Linked DNA regions of Pan troglodytes: region 2 is linked to region 1. The links are chromatin contacts, called in public capture Hi-C maps. All regions are on one chromosome and are shown on one strand. Each heading gives the region's core, a stretch centred on a gene start, on an enhancer-like site or on the middle of the called end of the contact. The rest is flanking DNA. Distances are from core to core; before and after follow the strand shown.

Region 1 (4,826 bases), core at 901-3,400:
CACCACTCACTTTGAGAATGGTATGCCCGGGCTCAGCCTCCAGCCACCTGGTCAAACTCATCCCTGGCCACAAGCAGCCCCTTCCCACAGCCACCCCAAATGCCGCTGTCTCCCAGCGTCCTGTTCCCAAGCCCCCAGCCGGGCACTGTTCCCCGGCCTGCTCTGCTGTGACCCCCCCCCCGCCCCGCCCTCTGCAGCCCTTCTCTGAGTCTCTGAGGTTCACCAGTACCCACACACCTGCCTAAGCTTCCCACAGGCCATGCCCTCTGCCTCCTACTGTGGCTGGGCCTAGTCCCCACAGTACAGCACTTCCTTCACAGTCCATCTAAAAGGGCCACAGGCTACCAAGCCTCAGTACTGCAGCGACGCAACCCAGCATTGTCTGGAGGGGCCTGGAGGGATCGGCTCCCTCCAGAGACTTCAAGTTCCCGGCTTGACCATCCCCTGATTTGGCAAATATCTGTCTGTTGCTGAGCCTGAGCCTTCACACCATGATTTCTTCAAATCCTGCCAGGAAACAGGAGCCAACTATGCCCCATTTCACAGATGGGGAAGTCAAGGCCAGAGCCACAGCTGGGCCATAGTGGAGTCAGCACTTGAACCCATGGCCCTTTGCATCCAGTGGCCTTCCACAGGCTCAGCATGCCCTATCCCTGCAGGCCTGGGCTTGTCTTCTGCACGCCCCAGGAATCCCAGATGGCTGGGAAGTGCAGAGCCAGAACCCCCCAGCCCCACTGTCACTGCCGGTGGGGCCATCCTGCCCTTCCTTTCTGAGCCACTTCCTCTTCCATAGACTGGGCTTTCTGTGAGGGGCAGGTGGCTCTCAGTCCATGCTGCATGGGGGAGCCACCTGGGCCAGGTGAATCAGCCTCTGGGGTGGGGCCCAGAAACTCTTCTTTTTCTTTTTTCTTTTTTGAGATGTAGTTTTACTCTTGTTGCCCAGGCTGGAGTGCAGTGGCACAATCTCTGCTCACTGCAACCTCCGCCTCCTGGGTTCCTCAGCCTCCGGAGTAGCTGGGATTACAGGCATGTGCCACGACGCCCAGCTAATTTTTGTATTTAATATATTTTTTTAGTAGAGACGGGGTTTTACCATGTTGGCCAGGCTGGTCTCGAACTCCTGACCTCAGATGATCCACCCTCCTAGGCCTCCCAAAGTGTTGGGATTACAGGCGTGAGCCACGGCGCCCGGCCCAACTGTTTTCTTTTTAAGTCTCCCAGTAGATCCCAATGTGCATGGGCCGGTGCCACCAGTCCAGGTGAAGCTGACCCCCCCGGACCCAGGCAAGATGGATAGGATTAAACCCAAGGCTATGCAGCAAGGCTACCTGGGGTCAAATCCTGCCCCCACCTGCCTGGGCCTCAGTTTCCCCATATGTAAGGGAGGACAAATAATAGGACCCACTTCCTAGGGTTGGAGGGGAATTAGTATCCACACGAGGGTCGGGCTCTGGCACTGTGAGTCTGGTCATTGTCACCTGCAGGGAAGGGAGGGCTTTTCTGCAGGCAAGGCGGCGCAGTCCCCGGAAGAGCCGCACGGTGGCGCGCTGGCGCAGAGCTCGGGCTCGCCCTCCCGCCCAGGCGGAGCGGGCGGCACCGTCCCCAGGCGCGGAGGGTCCCGAGGCGCGGAGTGGGTGGGCCGAGGGGACGCCAGCCCCGCTCCCGGAAGCGGGGTCAGCGGGGAGGCCGGGGGTCGGCAGTGGCAACCTCTGGCCACGGCGTAGGGGTGGGATAGCTACCCCCATTTCACAGATGGGTCTCCCGAGGCGCGGTGAGGTCTGGCAGCTGCTGGGGGCGCAGGCACGGCCCCCCGGGCGGGTGCAGCGGTCGCTTGGCGGGTGGGTCCGCAGGCCTCGCCGGGAGCCGGGCCTGGGTCTGGGGCGCTGGCAGGCCGGCCAGGAGGCGCGCCGGGCGGGAACTCGCAGCTCTGGCGGGGAGTGCGCGGGGTCGGGGGGCTCGGGCGGGGTGCAGGCTGCTGCCGCCGCCGGGGAGGCCGGGGGATGCCCTCACTAAGCGGCCCCAGAGACTGCGGGCCCCGCCCTGCCCTGCCACTCCCTCTCTTGTGACCTCGGCCAGTGGTAGCCTTTTCTGAGCCTGTCCCCTTCTCTGTAAACCTGGACGTGTTTGATCTACGCTCGCGTCCCGGCAGGAGGCTTCCGGCCTGCACATTCCTGGGGGCCCGCCTTCCCCAGGCACTAGCTTCCCCAGGGCTGAGCTGCTGAACTCTGAAAACCTTTGGAAACCTCCCTGCCCTCTGCCCTAGCGACCTGCGGCGGGAGACCCTAAGCTGGCCCAGCCCTCTAGGGTGCCTAGGAGCCTAGGCTGGGTTGGGGGTGGCTTCAGGGACCTTGGGCTGCCGAGTGTGGGGTGAGAGCCTTGGCCCAGCTATGGCCAGGTGGGAGGTTTTCTTCCTCTGTGCTCTGGGTGCTGGGGCTGGAGGCGGTGGCTCTGCTGGGCTTCAGTGACAGCCAATGTGGGTAGACAGAGGACCATGCCCTGTGTCCCAGCAATTAGCTGCCCACCTGGGAAGGTTCTGGATGGGACTTGGCAGAAGCCTGAGCCGGCCCCTCCTGGCAGTCCTGGCCGAGCGGGCACCGAGCGCCTTATGCTGGTCCAGTCAGTTGGAGTGACTAAATTCACATCTGCCCAGACCTCACCCTGGGCTCCGGACCTCACCCCGGGCTCCAGCCTCACCCCAGGCTCCAGCCTCACCCCAGGCTCCAGCCTCAGGCATCTCTGGATGTCCAAAAATAACCCCCACCCCCACCCGCACCCTCCCCGGCAGTCACTGGGGGTATTTCTGGCAGACGGAAGGGGACTCACAGTGGGAGGGAGGGTCATTTCTCTGAATCCAGGGCCAGGGGTGGGGAGGGACAGAGTCAAGGCCCTGCCTTGGCCTGGAGCTTTAAAAACACTCATTTCTTCTGGAACGCAGCCTCTCCCCAGTAAATCCTTCTCACCAGAGAAAACCATAGTCACCTACCTGGTGCTCACTTCTTGGGCAGCCCCTGCGGGGACCAGACCCCGGGTGGCCAGGCAGAGGGGTCCCCCCCACCCTGCGGGAGGCAGCCTGCTAATTCTGGGTGCCAAGGGCAAGGCTGCAGGTCCCTGTGCAGGACACCTGCCAGCTGCATCCCGTTTGGAGCCTGCCCTGGATGGGGCTCCGTGGGCCCAGGGCGAGGCCAGGCAGAGACCGGCATGAGCAGCAGCCCGCACAGGAGCACCCTGGGCCCAGGGCAAGAGCCCATCGGCCAGTGGCAGACACTGGGTGAGGATCCCCAATGATTCGAGTCACGCTGTGCTGGCCATGAGCCTCACCTGTTGGGCGCGCTGTACGGCCAACCCTGAGCCAGCTTTACTGTACCTCCAGGCCCCTGTGCTACAGATGAGGCTCCGAGAGGTGGCAGCCTGCCCCATCGCAGGGCCAGAGGGCAGAGGGTGCGGTGGGCTATCTCTGGGGCCCTTGCCCCTGCTGTTGAGCCCAGGAGCCTGAACCTGGGAGGCCTCCCCATCACCTCCCTGCCCCCTCCCAAATGACGGTGGCTCCTTGGCCGCCACCCCAGAGGTGAGGGGATAGCCCAAGGAAGCCAAGAGCTGCCCACACCCTCAGCCCAGGGACACCCGGTGCAGCTGCATGCCCCTCGCGGGCTTCTTTCCTGGCTGGGAGCCTGGACGCTGGGAGGGTTGCCCAAGGCCACCCAGGCAGCGGTCAGTCAGGGGTGCCTGGGCTGGACAGGGGGCCCTGGGTGTTTGGAACCAGCTCGCAGAGCTTTGCTGGAGCAGGTGCACGTGTGTGCGTGCATGTGAGCCCCACGTGCACGTGTGTGTCTCTGCGTGTCTCTCCGTACCTCTTCGTGTTCCTGTTCCCTAGTCTCCGGGTATCTGTCTGGCCCCCCATGTGTGAGGCTGTGCGGATGAGTCTCCACATCTGTGTGTGTCTCATGCTCTGTGTGGAGCTGGTGTGTCAGGCCTGACCTGGACTACAAGGAGGTGTCTCCTTGAACCCAAGGCAGTGGACAAACATCAGACGCGTCGCCGTGGACTGGGCCCCTGCTGTGTGGCATGCATTCTGTCCTCACCCCACGTCCAGCGAGATGGGCTAACCTGCCCAAGGCCACACAGCCAGGAGCTTGGGGCCATCCAGTGTGGACATCCATTGTCCTTCAAGTCGTGGCCACCAAGGCCCCACATAAGGCTCCCTGCTCCTCACCTGTCCTGGCTCTGTGTACAGGGGGAACCCAAGTCTGAGGGGTCTCCAGCAGGGAGAGGCTGCACTCCTGAGGCCCAGCCAGGGCCGGGTGAGTGCGGGGCAGCAGGTGACAGCGGTGGGGGAGGTACGGGTGGGAAGCGGGGCCTCTTCCCTGACCCCCGCCACGCTTGGCTGCCCCTCCACCTTTGATCACTGACCCTCCTCTGTCCCGCCAGGGACACTTTCCCGCCAGTGCTGGTGCTGGCTGGCCAAACAGTGTGGGAACCCAGGGGCCGGCCTTCCTTCAGGCGGTGGCAGCCGGGGAGGGGCCTGGGCACACCATGGGCGAGCAGTCACGCAGAGCCTCCCCTGGGAAGCGGCATGATGCTGTGGTGTCTCAGGGAACCCAGGAAGGGCACTGGCTCTGGGCTGGGCCCCACAGGCATCAGTATATGTGTGCCTCTCCCTTTGCCCCATGCCCTTCCAATGACCCCAACTCCTGCCCGACCAGATTTCACACCACTGTCTGGCCATCTTGAACCATTCCTGGGTGCCCAAGCTCTTTCCTACCACTAGGCCCATCTTATCCTATCCATCCCCACCCCCATTCCTCACTTCCCAGGTCTCTGTGTGGATG
Region 2 (4,826 bases), core at 1,018-3,517, 150 kb after region 1:
AAGGCTTGTAAAATGTAGCCAGTGAACTAATCTGATGGAGATATTTTTCAATTAAAAAAGTATTTTATACCTGATAGAAAATTGGCTGCTTATTTAGAAGCACAGTTCATGTTAGATGTTGCTAGATTGATAAAGCGTTTCAATTATCAAACTGGTTCCCCTTTTGTAAGTCTTAAGGGAATGAGCTATGTCAGCTCTATAAGCAAGACACTGTTTCAGCTTTACTGAAAGTTGTTGAAATGAGTTGATTTTGTTAGAATAAGGATGTTTCAGTCATGTGCTAGAAACTTTGTTGTCACATATGTATAAATCAGGGGTGTCCCTGGACTTCGGCCTCCCTGGACTTTTGGCTTCCCCAGATTAAAAGAATTGTCTTGGGCCACACACAAAATACATGAACAATAATGATAGCTGATGAGCTAAAAAAAAGAAAAAGAAAATTGCCAAAAAAATCTCATGTTTAAGAAAGTTTACAAATTTGTGTTGGGCCACATTCAAAGTCGTCCTGGGCCGCATGTGGCCTGTGGGCTGTGGGTTGGACAAGTTTGATATAAACTGCCCATCTTTGGAGTCAACAAACATGAAAAAAAAAAAAACCCACCTCAAAATAGTGAAGACGTTGGCATGTTAGGTGTGGCGCCCTTTTGTGTTGTGCCCCCTCAACCCCGGGATCAGACAGCCCCGTAGTACAGCTGTCAGGTCGAGAACCACTGGGCTGGACACCTTGAGCGCCTGTCCTTTCTAAAGCTCTAGCATTTGGTGACTATTTCACCTCAGGGCTCTTCAGGGCGCAAAGTTGTTTTTCCTTTACGATAGCATCACTGCTGCCGTCGGCTCAACAGTGCTCCTTGGCTGGGGCTCCGGGCCCTTCATCCACCAGCTCCTCGTTCCCTTTTGTGCCCTGACACGCATGCCTCTCCAACACATTGCGCACTTTTCCCCAGCACAACTTTTTTCCTTTTTTGAGGCCATTTATTTATTATACAAGTAACTTGTTTTAGAAAATCTAGGCCAGGCGTGGTGGCCCACTCCTGTAATCCTAGCACTTCAGCAGGCCGAGGCGGGTGGATCACTTGAGCCCAGGAGTTCAAGACCAGCCTGGACAACATGGCAAGACCCCATCTCTACAAAAAATACAAAAATTAGCTGAGCGTGTTGGCACATACCTGTAGTCCCACCTACTTGAGAGGCTGATGTGGGAGGATTGCTCGAGCCTGGGAGGCTGAGACTACAGTGAGCTGCGATCATACCACTGTACTCCGGACTGAGCAATGGGAATGAGACCCTTCCTCAAAAAAAAAAAAAAAAAAAAAAATCTAGATGCACTAAAAAGAAGAAACAACAATCACCTGCAGTCTCACCACTCAGCGAACTCACAGCCAACAGTCATTACATTTCCACGTGGACTTTTATTTGCAGGGTGCTATATGAGTGTAGTGTATAATTTTGACATAAATGCCATTCTTGTGCATATTTTGTGATCCCTTCTTCATTTGCTAAATGAGCATGTCTTTGTGTGAATAAATGCACTCTTGCAATGTTATTTTAGATGTGGTTCATCATGTTTCCAGTCCGAAGTACTTCAGTTGGACGTTTAAGTACCAAACAAGTTTCACTAATCCACTCAGAGCAGGCCACCATCTAGAACAATGCCCAGCACACAGTAGGTGCTCAACAAGCATTAGTCGAATGAATCTTTTTGCCCTGATCACTATAACAAAAGAAGGTTAAGATGATGGGCCTTTATTGCCACAGCCAAGTGTTAATCCCAGCTCTGCTGCTTTGCTTTGTCATTGTGAACAAGTGACTTAATCTCTTTGGGGTTTTCCTCAGTAGCAATAAAAGTGGTACCTGCCTCACAGGGTGCCTAAGATCCCATGCATAGGAGCCTCAGTGCAGAGCTGGTCTGCGGTCGGCTCGCCACAGTGGCAGCTGTGAGTGTCATGTCTGCATCCCAGACTGTTGGAGTTGAGGCCTGCACACTTGTGTCCCTCCCACTCCCCTGCTTGCAGGGCCTTTTTTCTTGGGGATGTCTTGGAATTCCCCAGCGCCTGTTTCTGCCTTTATCCCAGCCTGAAAAGCGAGGAATCAGAAATTCTGAAAATTGTTCTCACCTTGCTCTTTCAGTTTCACTGCTGTGCTGGACTTATGGAGCACCTGCTGTGTACAGAACGTAGTCCAAGGCATGGCAGGGAGTGGGAAGGAGCAGCACAGAAAGACTCATTCTCCTAACAAATGTCAGTGGCACAATGCCTGCAGGGCTGCTTTGCTTAATTCCCAAAGGACTCACAAATGGGAGAACAAGATAATCCACGGAATAGAAAAATGGTAAAGGGTCTGCACAGGCGCTCACTGAGAAGGAAATACCAGTGGCCCTTAACTCATGAATAGGCGATCAAGCCCAGACCTAATTAAAGACATGCCGATCTAAGTAAGAAGATAGCATATTTAGAAAATTCTTTTTACTTTATCATAAAATAAAGCACAGATGCAGAAAACCACACAAGCAAATTCGTAGCTTAATGAATTGTTCTAAGGCAAACACCTTCTAGCACCTAGGAGGAGGAGGGGTTTTCCCCTCTCCCAAGTGACAGGCGGATGTATCTGGAACTGGGGGTGGGGGCAGGGAAGATGACTGTTTTTGATGAACTCCAGCTCATCCTTCGAGACCCAACTCAGGATCCCCTTTTTCTGGGAGCCTCCCCTGGCCCTCTAGTCTGAGAGCAGTGCTTTTCAGATGGTGTCGTAACTGCCTGTTAACTATCTGTGACTCTGTAGCTCTTCTCCCTTCACCATGCTGCACACACCCCTTGCCCTCCCTTAGGCTCTGGAGGCCCAGGCCGTGCCATTCTTATTCTTTGTATCTCTAGTACTTTACACAGCACTTGGTGAACATGAGTGCTCAATAACTATTTGTTGAATGGATGGAAGGATATTGTATACGATCAGGCATCACTTAATGACAGGCACATTCTGAGAAATGCGTTGTTAGGTGTTTTCTCATTGTGTGAACATCATGGAGTGTGTGTTTACAGAAACCTTCATGGTCCAGCCTGATGGTCTAGCCTGCTGCTCCCGGGCTACAGACCTGTGCAGCACATGACTATAGGGAATACTGCAGGCAGTGGTAACACAGTGTTAAATATTGGTGTATCTAAACATAGAAAAGATACCGTAAAAATACAGTATTATAATTTTGTGGGACCACAGACATCTATGTGGTCCATCATTGACAGAAACACCCGTGTCTGGCCCATGACTGTGTTTCATTTGAAAGCCACAGCCATTCAAGAACTATGTAAACAGCACCACCTATGGGTAGACAATTTTAACACCACATTTTACACTGGAAGATGAGACTTAAGCATCTTTTTACTGAAAAAAATGTTTCACTCTTCAAGCCATGGGGTCATTTATGTTTTAATAAATTTCAAAATGATAAGTGCTAATATTCTTCATATTGTTTTAGTTTTGAGACTGTTAGCTGAGGAGTCTGGAAATACAAAGGTTTTTGCAGTGAAAGGAGGAAGAGGGAAGCCATATTAATTAATAACACATATTGGACGCATTGTAACATATTTAATCGTGCCAATAACCTGTTCCTCACAGTGGTTTTATTCCCATTTTTAGATTAAGGAGGTTAAGCTGGTGGAGGTGAAGCCCCTCACCCAAGCCCTAGAGCACGGATCCAGCTGGCCTCAAAATCTGTGCTCCTTCCACCATGTTAAGCTGGGAAGTATTGGTTGGAAATGTCTATGAAGCAGTCGCTTTTGTCCCAAATAAAGTCTCCAGCAACTTCTAAACATTTTGCATAGATGGTTCTTAAATGACCCTATTTCTAATAAAAAGCTGCTTCAGGACAATTTTTATAGAGTCATTATTTCCATGGTGGAGTATTCTGACTTCCAGCAGGAACTTTATTTCATCACATGAAGTCATTTTTAAAAGCAGTCATGTGGCTGAGCCCAGTGGCTCACACCTGGAATCCCAGCACTTTGGGAGGCCAAGACAGGCAGATCATTTGAGCCCAGGAGTTTGACACCAGCCTGGACAACATGGTGGAACCCTGTCTCTACAAAAAATCTAAACATTAGCCGAGTTTGGTGGCATATGCCTGTAGTCCCAGATACTTGGGAGGCTGAGGTGAGAGGATGGCTTGAGCCCAGGAGGTGGAGGTTGCAGTGAGCCGAGATCACACCACTGCACTCCAGCCTGTGCGACAGAGCCAGACCCTGTCTCAAACAAAAAGAAGTCATGTTATTCCAAGAGCCAAAGTTGTTCTGGATTAATAAATTGTAGGGAAATCACATGTTTAACTTTGGAATGGACTCCTCCTCTATCAAGCCTTATTAATCACTTTCAAAAGCAAGTATCTCTGCTCAAACAGCACGGGGCTCCTATTAGTTCCACTCTGATCCTAGTTACCCAGGACTTCTTACACATGTCACCACGTGTCGAAGACCTGCAAGATCTGACCCTAGAGCCCCCTTTCAGGAACATGGGGTTAGGTTAGTTAATGTAGATGAAAGAGATAAGAGCAGATCCCCGCTCTGAGGCACAGTGAATATCTGTTGAGTTGCAGCCTGGACACGTCGTCCACTGGACTCTCCTCCTTATAAATGCCAGTCTATGGTGCAGCAAATAGGAGCTTTATCAGATGAGTAAAAACCAACCACTCTTAGACCATCCCTGTGCCCAAAGTCCACAGTGAACACATTCAGGGATTTGGACTTAGACATACGTGTTCACAGCTGCCTCTGCGGTGTTGACCGCACTGGTGTCTGTTGGTGTGAGCCTCCCAGCTCAGACTGCACTGCTGTCTGTTG

Evidence for each region. Capture Hi-C pulls out chosen DNA fragments and counts their contacts.
Region 2: a capture Hi-C map of stem cell-derived neural stem cells shows a contact between it and region 1, with 4 times the contacts expected there. The contact joins two enhancer-like sites. A contact is called at or near these places in 3 of 7 Hi-C or Micro-C datasets (induced pluripotent stem cells and stem cell-derived neural progenitor cells) and 1 of 1 other capture datasets (stem cell-derived neural stem cells).

Annotation. Positions count from the first base shown.
Region 1 is chr15:97,730,266-97,735,091 of NHGRI_mPanTro3-v2.0_pri, forward strand. No RefSeq gene overlaps it. Among named protein-coding and RNA genes, the nearest start is that of EML1, 7.1 kb to the right of the region's middle. Within about 2 kb of position 2,151, at least 7 of the 24 cell types and tissues checked have an H3K27ac peak or open chromatin away from gene starts, as enhancers often do. A contact at or near this core is called in stem cell-derived neural stem cells, where this site is marked.
Region 2 is chr15:97,884,259-97,889,084 of NHGRI_mPanTro3-v2.0_pri, forward strand. The region is part of intron 4 of EML1 (EMAP like 1); the gene reads left to right. Among named protein-coding and RNA genes, the nearest start is that of EVL, 87 kb to the right of the region's middle. Within about 2 kb of position 2,268, at least 3 of the 24 cell types and tissues checked have an H3K27ac peak or open chromatin away from gene starts, as enhancers often do. A contact at or near this core is called in stem cell-derived neural stem cells, where this site is marked.